Linked DNA regions of Sus scrofa: region 2 is linked to region 1. A link is a contact called in public HiChIP or PLAC-seq data. All regions are on one chromosome and are shown on one strand. Each heading gives the region's core, a stretch centred on a gene start, on an enhancer-like site or on the middle of the called end of the contact. The rest is flanking DNA. Distances are from core to core; before and after follow the strand shown.

What was found. HiChIP or PLAC-seq counts read pairs in DNA pulled down with a chosen protein or histone mark.
Region 2: an H3K27ac HiChIP or PLAC-seq map of alveolar macrophages shows a contact between it and region 1. The contact joins the enhancer-like site here to the promoter of C9H1orf105 in region 1. A contact is called at or near these places in 2 of 5 promoter capture datasets (fetal liver and liver), 14 of 47 Hi-C or Micro-C datasets (alveolar macrophages, embryonic fibroblasts, fetal heart ventricle and 9 more) and 1 of 2 datasets of contacts at active chromatin or transcription factors (alveolar macrophages).

The regions. Positions count from the first base shown.
Region 1 is chr9:114,825,737-114,831,686 of Sscrofa11.1, forward strand. It overlaps C9H1orf105, which reads left to right and starts at 2,678. Exons shown (of 6, transcript XM_021063651.1): 1 at 2,678-2,769. The coding sequence starts at 2,678. PIGC (phosphatidylinositol glycan anchor biosynthesis class C) reads right to left here and starts at 242. Exons shown (of 1, transcript NM_001167654.1): 1 at 1-242. The coding sequence starts at 242.
Region 2 is chr9:115,107,847-115,113,796 of Sscrofa11.1, forward strand. No RefSeq gene overlaps it. Among named protein-coding and RNA genes, the nearest start is that of FASLG, 43 kb to the left of the region's middle. Within about 2 kb of position 3,240, at least 2 of the 83 cell types and tissues checked have an H3K27ac peak or open chromatin away from gene starts, as enhancers often do. A contact at or near this core is called in alveolar macrophages, where this site is marked.

The sequences.
Region 1 (5,950 bases), core at 1,428-3,927:
GCCAGAAGACCCTCATCCATATACCACCAGATAACCACAAAAACACAGACACTGCATAGCTGCTGGATCACCACACTGGACTCAAATACTACAGCCCAATACTGGTATTTCCGGGCATAGATGTTTTTCCGGAGCTCTTCCAGGAACCTTCGGTCCACATAGTTATCAGGAAAGGGCTGTCGCTCATACAAGACCTTCTGCCACTTGGCCTCTTTGGTGTTAGTTACAGGCTGTGAACACATTATCCTTTTGCTCAAACTCAGGCTAGTTCAATCTCCGTTGTAGAAGTCCATGTGGTTCTTGTTCTTTATAAAGTTTTGAAATAAGACCTCTCTGGAAATTTCATGTTGAATGTGGTTGATATGGTACCAACCTTCCCTTGCTTTCAAAGGCAGAACCCAGGCTAGACCTTTAGTAGATGAGTTTGTTCTCTGAGGCAGGACAATATAGCCAAGTTCCTAGAAAAAGAGAGACTGTGAATCTATGAATGTTGTGAAAGGTCAAGGGTAGGACTGAGTTAAAATCAAACCAACTTATTGGGTTATCATAAGCTTATTAGAAGTCTGAACAAAATATATATGGTGGCCATCATGTAACTGAGGACATTAAAATTTCATTTCAGATTTTACATTATAATCCCTTAGCAGCTACCATTTGTCAAGAGTGCATACTATGTACTAAGAGCCTTACGTAGCTTCTTTCATTTAATCTCCACAATCCTGGAGATTAACCCAACTAATAAAGCAGCAATTCAAAGTGCTTAGGTAACTTTAGCCCAAGTTAACAGTGGTAATTAGTGGAGCCAGATTCAAAGGAAACTTCTTTCCCAAAGGCTTCACATGTCTCCCTCTAAACTAGTTCTTAACTCAGGGGTTCACATATCCCTGAGGTCTATGGATGGGCTTCAGACCCTTCAACAACCCTCCCAGTCAATGCATATTTGTAGTTGTAATTTATGCAGATTTCTAAGGCTAGGATCCAAAGCTTTTACTGGGTTCTCAGAGGCATCTATTACTGAAAAAAGTTACCGGTCTAAAAACAAAAACCTCATAATAATAAAGGTACAAGCTCTAAGGTTTATTTAACTAAAGCCAAGGACTGGAGATTCTTAATCCCTTGACCGAGTTTAGCAGCCTTAAAAAGAGTTATCATTCTACTTATTTAACGCGAAACTCTAGGAAGGATCGGAGATAATGATCTCCTTTCCACTACTGCAAAACTAAGAGTCAGAAATACCAAGATCATCCAGCAGGTCTGCGAAGAAAATTCTTATGGCCCGACCTTACGTCTTCCATGGAGACCATGATAGGTTTTGCTTCACAAACCAGACGCCCTGGGAGGCTCCCTCACCGCAGCAGGGACCCCAGCCCCGGCATCTCACGGCCGCCGCAGGGGGCTGGAGGGTCCCAGGCGCTGAAAAGGGCAACGCCCGCCCGCTGGGTCGGGGACAGGGCTGGGGAGGGGGTGGGGAAGGGGAGGGTGTCCCCGAGGGTGTACCCCGCCCGCCGCCACCCCTCACCCAGCCTCGGCCCTGCGGGGGATGGCGGAGGAGGCCCGGAAATACTGACTCCCACTCGGAACCCACCTGCCCGCGAGTTCCTAGGGGTGCGCGGCCGGGCGAGGGCGGCCGCCCGCCTCCTTCCCCATCCGGGGCGCCGGGGTCGCGCCGGCGGCCGAGCACTTCCGGGGCCGCCACAACCTCTGCGGCCAGAGCGTCCTTCCTCTGCCCGCGCGGCCTTGAGGTCACTGCTGCCCCCTCCTGGCCGCGCAAGGGAACTCCCGGCTCCTCTCCCTAGAAGAATGGGTGATGCCTGGAAAGCAAATCCTGGACATGGAGATTGGGATTTGGCACCAGAAAGGCAAAGGACAGAGGCTGGACTGGGAGAAGAGAGATTATAATGGCTACTTTGATCGCGCTCTATTATGAAACCAGACCTTCGGCTAGGGACTTTCGAAGCATCCATGAATACACTAGACACATTCACTAAATTTCTGCAAGTATCAAGCACTGCTGTAGGTGCTAGTGATACAGCAGCTAAGCAATAGAAAAAAAAAAAAATTCCTGCCCTCGTGGAACTTTCTGACTCATGCATTGATCTGTGAAGTGATAATAATGTCGTCCTTTCGCGGAAGACAAAACTGATGCTGGGAGAGGTTGTGACTTGTCCAAGGCCATGCTGCTGGAAAGTGGATTAGTCAATATCAACATCCACTTGTTTTACAGCTTCATTAACCAAGACTGACATCCAGTTGTCTGTAGCTTCAAAGTACAGTTCTTTCTTCTTTGTCTCCTAGAAGGGATGAGGGAGAAGGGCCCTGTGACTGAAAGCAGCCAAACACTTAGAATAGGAGGCTGATAAAGTTCAGTTGAAGTCATGGACATTTTAGAGGATACATAAACAGCTAGGAATAATGAAGAAGCAAAGGGATATAGTAGACACAAAAGTCAGAAAACCTAAATTCACTCACTAGCTGTGTGACTTAGCAAATCACACTAAGATTTGATTTCTTCATCTGTAAAATGGAGATAACACTGTTTACTCTTGGGAGAGTCAACAGGGTCAAATACAAAACTTAAAAATGTTTTATAAAGTGTTGACTGCACTGACTTTGGTCATCCTAACAATGGCAATGGTCGGGAGGAATAAATCCTGCAAAATGATCTCTTTCCATTTCTCTCCAGGTTTCTGTTCCAAGATTTGACAAGACTCCCTGGTTTAGCAAGGCCAGCCTCACGAACAAGCCATTAATACTCAGCCTCCCCAAAAGGTAATAGCTCAGCCACTGAGAGCAAAGGTCTCAAGAAAGACCTCATAGAAGATGATTTCTTAAGAGTTAGGGGCAATTATTCAAGGGGCACAGCTGGTCGGTTGAGGGAAAGAAGTAAAGTGCTAAAAAATCAGAAATGGTCAAGGTTTCTGAGACAAAAGTGAGCCCTGAGAATTGGCCTGGCTGAAGAAGGCCAATTAACCTTCCTCTGTACCACCACAACTAAACAATACAAGAGAATTTTTGGGAGTTCCCTTTATGGCTCAGTGGCTTGAGAGTCTGATATAGTGTCTGTGAGGATGTGGGCTCAAACCCGGGCCTTGCTCGGTGGGTTAAGGGTCTGGCATTGCTGCAAGCTGCAGCGTAGGTCACAGATGCGACTGGATCATGACTGGTGTGGGACTTCGATTGCAGCTCTGATTTGACCCCTAGCCCAGAAGCCTCCATGTGCTGCAGGTACAGCCATTAAAAAAAAAAAGAGAAAGGGGGAAAAAGGAAGAAAAATATATACAAAAGAATTCTACCCATAGGCACTGACTTTCAAAAAACTTCCATCCTCTTCATCATTTTACCTTTTCTCCTCGCATTAGTTTGAAATTTACAAATTTTAACTGCGACCTATGCTGCAGCTGTGGCAAAGCCAGATCCTTAACCCACTGTGTGGGGCCAGAGATTGAACCCTCACTTCCATCTGGACCTGAGCGACTACAGTTCAGATTCTTAAGCCACAGTGGGAACTCCTCCTCCCCCAGTTTCGATGCTTGAATTTGGTGACAGACACCGGGCTGGAAGGGGGGAATGAAAGGGAGGGTAGGTAAGAGGTTCACGTAGGGGTGAATGGGAGAAATCAGGGAAGATTAAGGAAAGGGCAGGCCAGGAGACAGGTCCATAGGCACATCATAGATGAAAAGTTGGCTCCCTGGCATGTAACGTCATTTGCTAGAAAGACTATACTCTCTGAAAAGAGTTCCCCTGTTGGTAGCTGTCACATACCCTCCTGCCATGAATAAATGACTCTCCATGAGGAATACTCTCTCCTCATCCCCCTTCCAATAACAGGTACCTTTGCTTTGTCCGATGCACTTTTTAAAAACCACATTCTCAGTAAGCAGCTAGACAGTTCTGTGTATTTTCAGAGCACCTATGAAGTACTTGTTGTTCGGTTTTGTTTTGTTTTGTTTTGTTTTTCATAGCTTTGAATATATTTGAACTCTAGCTACTGTCTTAGTATAAAGCAGCAATCCTAGATTGAGTAAACCTGAAGGCTTGTTTATTAAAAAAAAAACACAGGTGACTTAGTTCGTATTAAGAGTTAGTACCTCAAGGATCAGCATGGGTAATGACAATTTAGCACCTGTTAATTAGGGGCAGGTACAAATTTGCACGACAATGACAGATGGATGACATAAATGAGTAGATCTGGCCTAAAGGGAATTGTAGTGAAGGGGAGATCACCTCCCTCCGAGAGGGACAGTCTGCCTCTACCTACTCAATGTTACCAGAAAGTATGTGAACCCAGTGGCCAGATCTGCTGGTTTTTCCAGCAGTGGTGGAAATATGGACTTTTATGTGCAATGGCTAGGGTCTAAAGAGGGTAATATCCCACTTTCCTATCCCACCCCCATACCCCTCAGACCTACCCCTGCAGCCAGAAGCGAAGCATCTTTGTGCATAGCTCTCTCACCCCCCAGCTACCTCATTCCTCGATTGAACAAGCCTTTGGCAGGAGGTGTGGAAGGGGGCATAAAGTGGGGGGCCCTGGAGTGTCAGAGGGGACAGCCATCTGGGAAGGGACACAGGAGTGTTCCCTCCAGCCAGCCAGACTTGAGCTGGTTGCAAGGAGAAATGACCTCACACAACCTGAGGCTTTACTCATGTCTGTACTGGGAGGACTTGGGGAGTCATCTAAACTCTTGTTAAGAGAAATGGCACTCACCTACCTCACAAGAATTCTAAGACTCCTGGACAGCACCTGTGAGGTGCCCTGAGCTTTCAGAAGGACAAGATAGGAATGGAAAATCCTTTGAAAGGATGCTTTAAGTACCTACAATTCTTGAGAACTGTAAACTCATCTGACCAAAGCTCTGAGTCCCAAGCTGTTTATTTTGGCAAAACCCCTTTCTGAGAACTTGGTTAGAAAGTTCTGAATGTGTCTGAAGTATTACCTAGCTTTGGACAAGCAGTCCCAACACAGAACAGTCTGAAAAAGAGGAACATTTAGTGAAATGTGCTCAGAGCACCCTTAATTGTGAGCTCTGGGAACACGCCTGGGGGCTTAGAGGAGGGGAGACCCAGTTCTGAAGGTCACTGCCTTCAGACCGCTTCCTTCCAGGGGGACTCTCAGTTTGGCCTGATGGTGCTGAAGCCACAACCATCATCAGTCTTGAAAGCTCTCAGGTCACACTGAGGTCCTATTTGTATGAGATGATTATGTGCTGAACTGCTGTTCTAAAGTGGCCTCTGGTCTCTCCTGGCCAGCTCTTGGGTGTCAAGTCCAAGGCCAGCTGTTCACATATCATAGACAAAGGCAGTGAAGGAGTTGGCTCAGACCCAACTCCCTGCTCTCCCGGGGCCCAGGGAAATGGTGGGAGAAATAAAACAAATGCCTTGTGCACATCAAACTCCTTGCACATGCCTTTGTTATAAATGAATAATGGACAATGAAATCTTTCCTCATGAGAGAGGAGAGGTTGTTCTTGGCAGAACCGCCGGCATTCTGAGTGAGTTTCCATTTCTTGGAGGCCAGGGCATGTACAGAGCTGCACACAAGGGCTGTTTACGAGGTCCAGGCCCTGCACACCTTGGCTCCTTAGACTGTAATAAAATGAACCATAGCAGCCAGCAAGGTGGGTCGTGCTGTGAGGAGAACGGGTAAAATCTCTGCAGCATCTCTGCCTCACCTTCTGCCTGGAAAGAAAGAATGTTCTGGAAGAAAACTGGAGGGAGAAGATGTTCCATGGGAGCAAATGGTGGATTGTTTCTGGGTGCGGGGACAGAAACTCTGAGAAAGCAGGCCAGGCAGAAAGGACTGCTCTGGTTAAACACTAGTAACTTCTGCATGGGCTTTTCCAAGAAGGAACTCTGGGGTGCATTTCTCCTTATACAGCTGCTTTCATGAACACATTTTTTTTCTGGCCTTATTTGCACAGTCTCCAACCATCCACGACTGGCGCTGGTTAGT
Region 2 (5,950 bases), core at 1,990-4,489, 280 kb after region 1:
AAAAAAGAAATACAAGGAGTTCCCATCATGGCTCAGCGAAAGTGAATCTGACTAGCATCCATGAGGACGCAGGTTTGATCCCTGGCCTCGGTTGGTGGGTTAAGGATCCAGTGTTGCTGTGAGCTGTGGTGTAGGTCACATACTATAGCTCCTATTCGACCCCTAGCCTGGGAAAGTCCATTGCTGTGAGTGCAGCCCTAAAAAGGCCAAAAAAAAAAAAAAAAAAATTACATATGAGGAGAGAAAGAGGGAGGAGGGAGAGACTATAGATCTCTAGAGTAAATAAATCAGGAGTTGGCTTTAGGGGTAAAATAGTGGCAAGTACTCTGTCTAGGGCTTAACTCACATCAAATGATTTACTATTGGACAATAACATTCAAATAAATGAAGATCCCTCATTGGTGGCTCTCAGGGGAAAAAAAAAGTATTCCTGGCCAGAGGCATGGGAATCAGGTTCCAAATATCTATAATTAGAGCTTATTTGCTCTGCCTTGTCTGTTTTTCTTTTTTTTTTTTTTAATTTTCCTGCCTTTAACTGGTTTAGCCTGCATTGTTTTTAAACCTCTTTTAATTTTGTCATTTTAAAAATGATTCAGTGCTTTAAGATATTGGGGAAATGTTTCTTAAGTAAAAGTTTGCTCTCCGAGTGGGAGGAAAAGGTGGAGGTCACCATGGGTATTCCCTGCTCTACCGATTGCTGACTGAGAAAACACCTGTTTCAGCTAACGGGCTAAAAACTGAACAGCTGAAGCTTTTTCTTTTGATCTCTCCCATTAGGTAGTGCTTCCCCAGCTTACGTTTGCTGAGTATTGATTTCCACTGCAGATATGAGGTATCTGAGCTTGTCACTCTTTCCCTCTGTTTGTCAACTTTTACTTTTTGTTTAATCAGGCAACCCCATGGGGGTGGAATCTTATTCATTCTTCCAAGTGGTGCATAAACAGGTAACTGGAGAATGTTTGCAGAGTCCTTGGTGCATAAAATAATTGTCTCCGGAGCTCCTTAGCTGCAGAGCTGATGGGTATTTTCCATGTGAGTTTTGAGCAGGCTGAGCTATCTCCCCTTCATGAGGTTGGAGGTTGAGGTGTGAGGGGAAGAAATGAGAAAATTGCTTTATTATTTTCTGCTAACCTAGGTTTTTTTTTCTTCTAAGATAGCTGCAGAATGCCTGAGAGGTAATCTGGTTTGAAGTCTGCACCTTTCCCTATACTCACACTGCCTTTGATTCAGCAGGTGGGAGTAGCTGATGGGGGTAACTTCTTCCTTTATACTTGCTCTTGGTATGCCCCCCTGAAGCTTCAGCTGAAATAGTTGAGGCTGCATTTTCTTAATAGGCAAGCTCCATTCTGGGGTCAAGAGTATTTAGTACTTGTCAGGTTAAAGGGCAAAATGGTCAGAAAAAGGCAAACCTCTATCATCTAGCAGAGAACTCTCCTTCTAGGACACTCGACACCCAAGCCCTCAAAACTGATTAGAGTAAAATGACTTTATACAATTGAAAAACTCAATTAATTCTGAAAAGAGGTTAATAGATTTTTAAGAAAGAAATTGGTTTACATAGTTTGTGGGTGCCTCTATTTCACCCTAGCAACAAGAGTGATGAAAAACCATAAGTTAAACTAAAAACCATAAATTAGATCACACCACTCACCTGTATTAAATCTGTCAATAACTTTCCAATGCTCTAAAGTTAAAAACCCAAACTCCTGGTCATGGTCTTCTGGAGCCATATCGTCCAGCCCCTGCTTACCTCCCCAGCCTTATATCATGCTTGTTTCCCCAACACCCACCATGCTCTAGCCGCTTCAGTTCCTGGAACTGTCAACCTCTCTTACCTCTGGGCCTTTGCACACACCATTTCTGCTTCTTGAAATGCTTCTCTTACGGGCTCTTGGCAGGGCTGTTTCATTTTACCCTTTGGTTCTTAGTCTATCTTCTCAGAAAAGCCTTATGCAGCCACACAAATAAGTTCCCTCTGTTATTTTCTATTACAGCATCCTCTTCAACTTCATGTACTTTTTTTAGCTATTTGCTTGTGTATTGCCAGTCTTTGTTTATTGTGCCACAAGGGCTATGCCTGTTTTCTTCTTTTCTTCTCTCTCTCTCTGTCTTTTTTTTTTTTAAGATGGCCAGGTGATCCAGAAGAAATAATTCTTTATAGATTAATGTTATGGTATTGTTTACAGAAAATAAGGGGAAGTTTGAAATGTTTAGTATGATGAGTTTTGACAATTATGTACACCCAGGTAACCATCACTTATAATAAGATGATGTCTTTTCCATTATCCATGAAATTTCTCTCATGTTCCTCTCACATTAGTTCTTCACCAGAGGTAACCATTTTCTGATTTATGTTACTACAGCTTTGCCTATTCTTGGCTTTCTTTTCAACATAATGCCTGTGACATTCATTCATGTTGGTGCAGACAATTGGGTCACTCCTTTTATTGCTGACTAACCTTCTACTGTATGAACAGACTAAAAATTGTTTCTTCATTCTCTTGTTGATGGCATTTGGATTGCTTCCAGATTTTGGAATAGGACTGTTACACTCACTCAATTGTAGAAGAATTTTGTGTGTGTGTGTGTGTGTGTGTGCCTTCATTTCCCTTGGGGAGTTACCTAGAGATGGAATTTCTGGGTCACAGGGTAGGTGTATATTTAACCTTATAAAAAATGACCAAAAAGCCATCCATGTTTGTTCTCTTTACTAAAATATACCTAATTTCTCTTTCAGGGCCTGATACACAGTAGTCATTTACTATCTCTTGTTGAATGAGTCATTGCTCTTTTCAGTGTTCTGAGTGCCTGAGAGGCATTTGTCAACTATTCAAGGATGGCATTTTTATTGACAAATTATGACTCTAAGGTAAATTCAAATAATTAGGATAAACAGACTTTGGCAAGGACAGTGTGCAAAGCCAATTTTGAAATTAAGGTATAGCCTTAACATTTTGGTCTGTTTTGCTTTCTTTCTTTTTTTTTTTTTTCCTTCTTTAATTTTTTTCCCTGGTTGACCTCTACTCCCTAAGCCAAAATCATTCCTACCCTTTGTTACCATGAGTCAAGCCCTTAAGTGGGTTTGCTTATGATTTTCCTTCCAAGAGGTTGGGGTACTTTCTAAGGAGAGCTTAGTCATTTAGCACCTGTTGGGGAAAGTGATGGGTAAGGTACTCAGAGGGTCAAGGGAAGAAGTGAAGTTACACCACTCATCCCTCCTTATTCTTTATCAGGAAGTCACCAAGAAAACTTACTACTTCCTCTCCATAGCAGTGAGTCAGGCCAAAGTCAATATTTAGTGGGTGGAGATGATGGGTGCTTTATTTAAAGTGAAGTTTCAAGGAGTCTCATACTGATTTGAAGTGACCCACATGGGTCACACTTCTCTCTCAGAACCTTTATTCCTTTGATTTTTCCTGGAAGCTTGCAAGTCTCTGGGGAGGGTCCAGGAGTAGGTGAGTGAATCTGGGTGCTATGGGGAGGATTGGGAGAGAGGATGGGTGAGGGTGTAATAGTGCAGTGGGTGGGTGGCAATTACATTGATTAAAAAAATCAGGTGCTGGTTTCATGAGTAACTCCTTAAAAGGCAAAGTCCTTCTGCAGTTCGTGAACATTTGCATAACTGCTCATTAACTCTTGGGAGAACTGAATCACTGGAATGTCATGGGGGCAGTTTATTTCTATCAAGGCTGGTGGAATCTTTCTGTGGTGGGTATGGTCTACCTGAACCCCTATAACATAACAACCCGTAATATCCGGTACAGAAGCTCCTTCACTTCTGGCAGTTGATTAGGAGTTGCAGAGTTCATGAATACTGACATAGAAAGCATCTAGAAATTAAACAGGGGAAAGTAAAGACCCTATTAAAAGTTTTCCTTTTCCAAGGATAGGAGAGAACTCAGATAACATAGCTAAATGGAAGGATTTTAATACTCCGTCAAAACCATTAAGAAAAATCTGCTCATAATTCTTACCTTTCCTACTTTACAAAACTGTTTTATGTGAACTTAAAATTAAAAAAAAAAAAACTACACAACACAGGCTAGCTAGAACAGTTATAACAAACTATTTTAAGGAAAGGAGGCAATTTTCACTAAAACTGGGATAATATTGTTAGTAAAGTCAGATAGTAAATTTAGCTCTGATCATCTTGGCAGCTTTAGCAAAACAATAACAATAAAAACAGATATAGTTCTTATTATTTGATAAAGGGAATCATAAATACCCATTTGGAGTATTTTTTGGTATTGAATTCCTAAGAGAAATTAACTTGGTAGGTTTCATTATAAAGGATAATAAAGAAATGGGCATGACTGCAGAGATGTCCCATAAGTAATGTCTCTTCCATTCATGATCCTTCAAAATCTAAGGGCATAATATTAAGCTGTTTTCAGTGAAGCTATCTCTCTGGTCACCTAAGCTGATTTAATTTGACACAGAATTTGAATATTGACAATTTGTTGCTGGATTTCTTAATGTTCTTAGGCTATGGATCTCTTTTTAAAATACTAATTTATGCACATGAAACACAGTATAGATATGTAATGAAATCACCTACATTGAAGTACAGATATTGATATATCTGAAATTGTGATATATTTATATATTAATTAACATATTAAATAAGAGGATATATCACTGGGTCTACAAACTACTCCAGTTTAATGTAGTGATGAGTGTAAACAGTATTTCAACATATTTGTATGATTGTAGGATAATAAGAAAAATATCTGAGATCTCTAGTAATAGCCACAAATACTGTTAATATTACTGTGGTTTCTTTCCTACATTCATAAAGGAAAATGTATAAATACCAGTTCGAAGTTACTGAAAATAAAGATGCATTTTTTTTTTCCATCCGAGTTCATGAATCACTTGTATTCTATCCATGGGATCCTTGGGATCTAAGGATACCAGTTTAAAGACTAATGATTTAGAGGTTGAAAATCAGTAAAGTAACTAATTTTCACTTGGTTTTTCTGTCAGGAACTTAATGAGTCAATCCATGATTGATTGAGTGACTTACATAAAGATATTCGTTATGAATGAAGGGACTCCATCAGTTTTAGAGAATGAGAAACAAAGTTGATGTTACATTAGGTGAAACCATTTTTCAGTTTTCTATTTGATTTTCTTCGATTTCTTGATTTTTTTAAAAAAACTATTTCTTGAACAACTCTTGTTAAACAGTGAAAACTATTTGATTTCTTAGACCCTTGCAAAAAAAAAAAATAGATGTTAAAATAAATGAAAAAAGAAAAGATAGTTCCCATTGTGGCTCAGCAGGTTAAGAACACGACTAGTATGCATGAAGACGCAGATTAGATCCCTTGCCTCATTCAGTGGGTTAAGGATCTGGTGTTGCCACGAGCTGGGTGTAGGTTGTAGATGTGGCTTGTATACAGCATTGTTACGGCTATGGTACAGGCCAGCAGCTGCAGCTTCATTTCAACCCCTGGCCTGGGAACTTCCATATGCCACAGGTGCAGCCCGAAAAAGAAAAAGAAAAAAAAAAGAATAAGTGAAAAGATGAGTGAACAAATTTATTCTTGATATTTTCATTCTCTAGCTTCAGTTCTTTTCAGTAATTCTTTCTTGGAGGTGCGAAAAAGTAGTAAGATTAGATGCAGTTTCCTGCTACCTCTCAACTTATCGGCTTGTAGAGATTTCAAAGCTTTTAGCTTTGAAAAAAGGTGAAATCATGTATCTGAAAGATTAGGACGCTCTATCATCAGTACCTGACTCAAGGAAAATCCTTGAATTTAAGGATGACAACAAATGACAGTCTGCCCCTCAGAAAGTTGAGACAAGTTAGGCCTTTTATGCTGTTCACCCTTACTTCTTCACCTTTCTGATTTACCAAGATTCATAGCTGAGAATACCAAAACAAGAGGGGAAGGAAGCAGTGGACAAAAGGGAAAGCAGAAAGATGGTAAGAAGAGGAGTAATA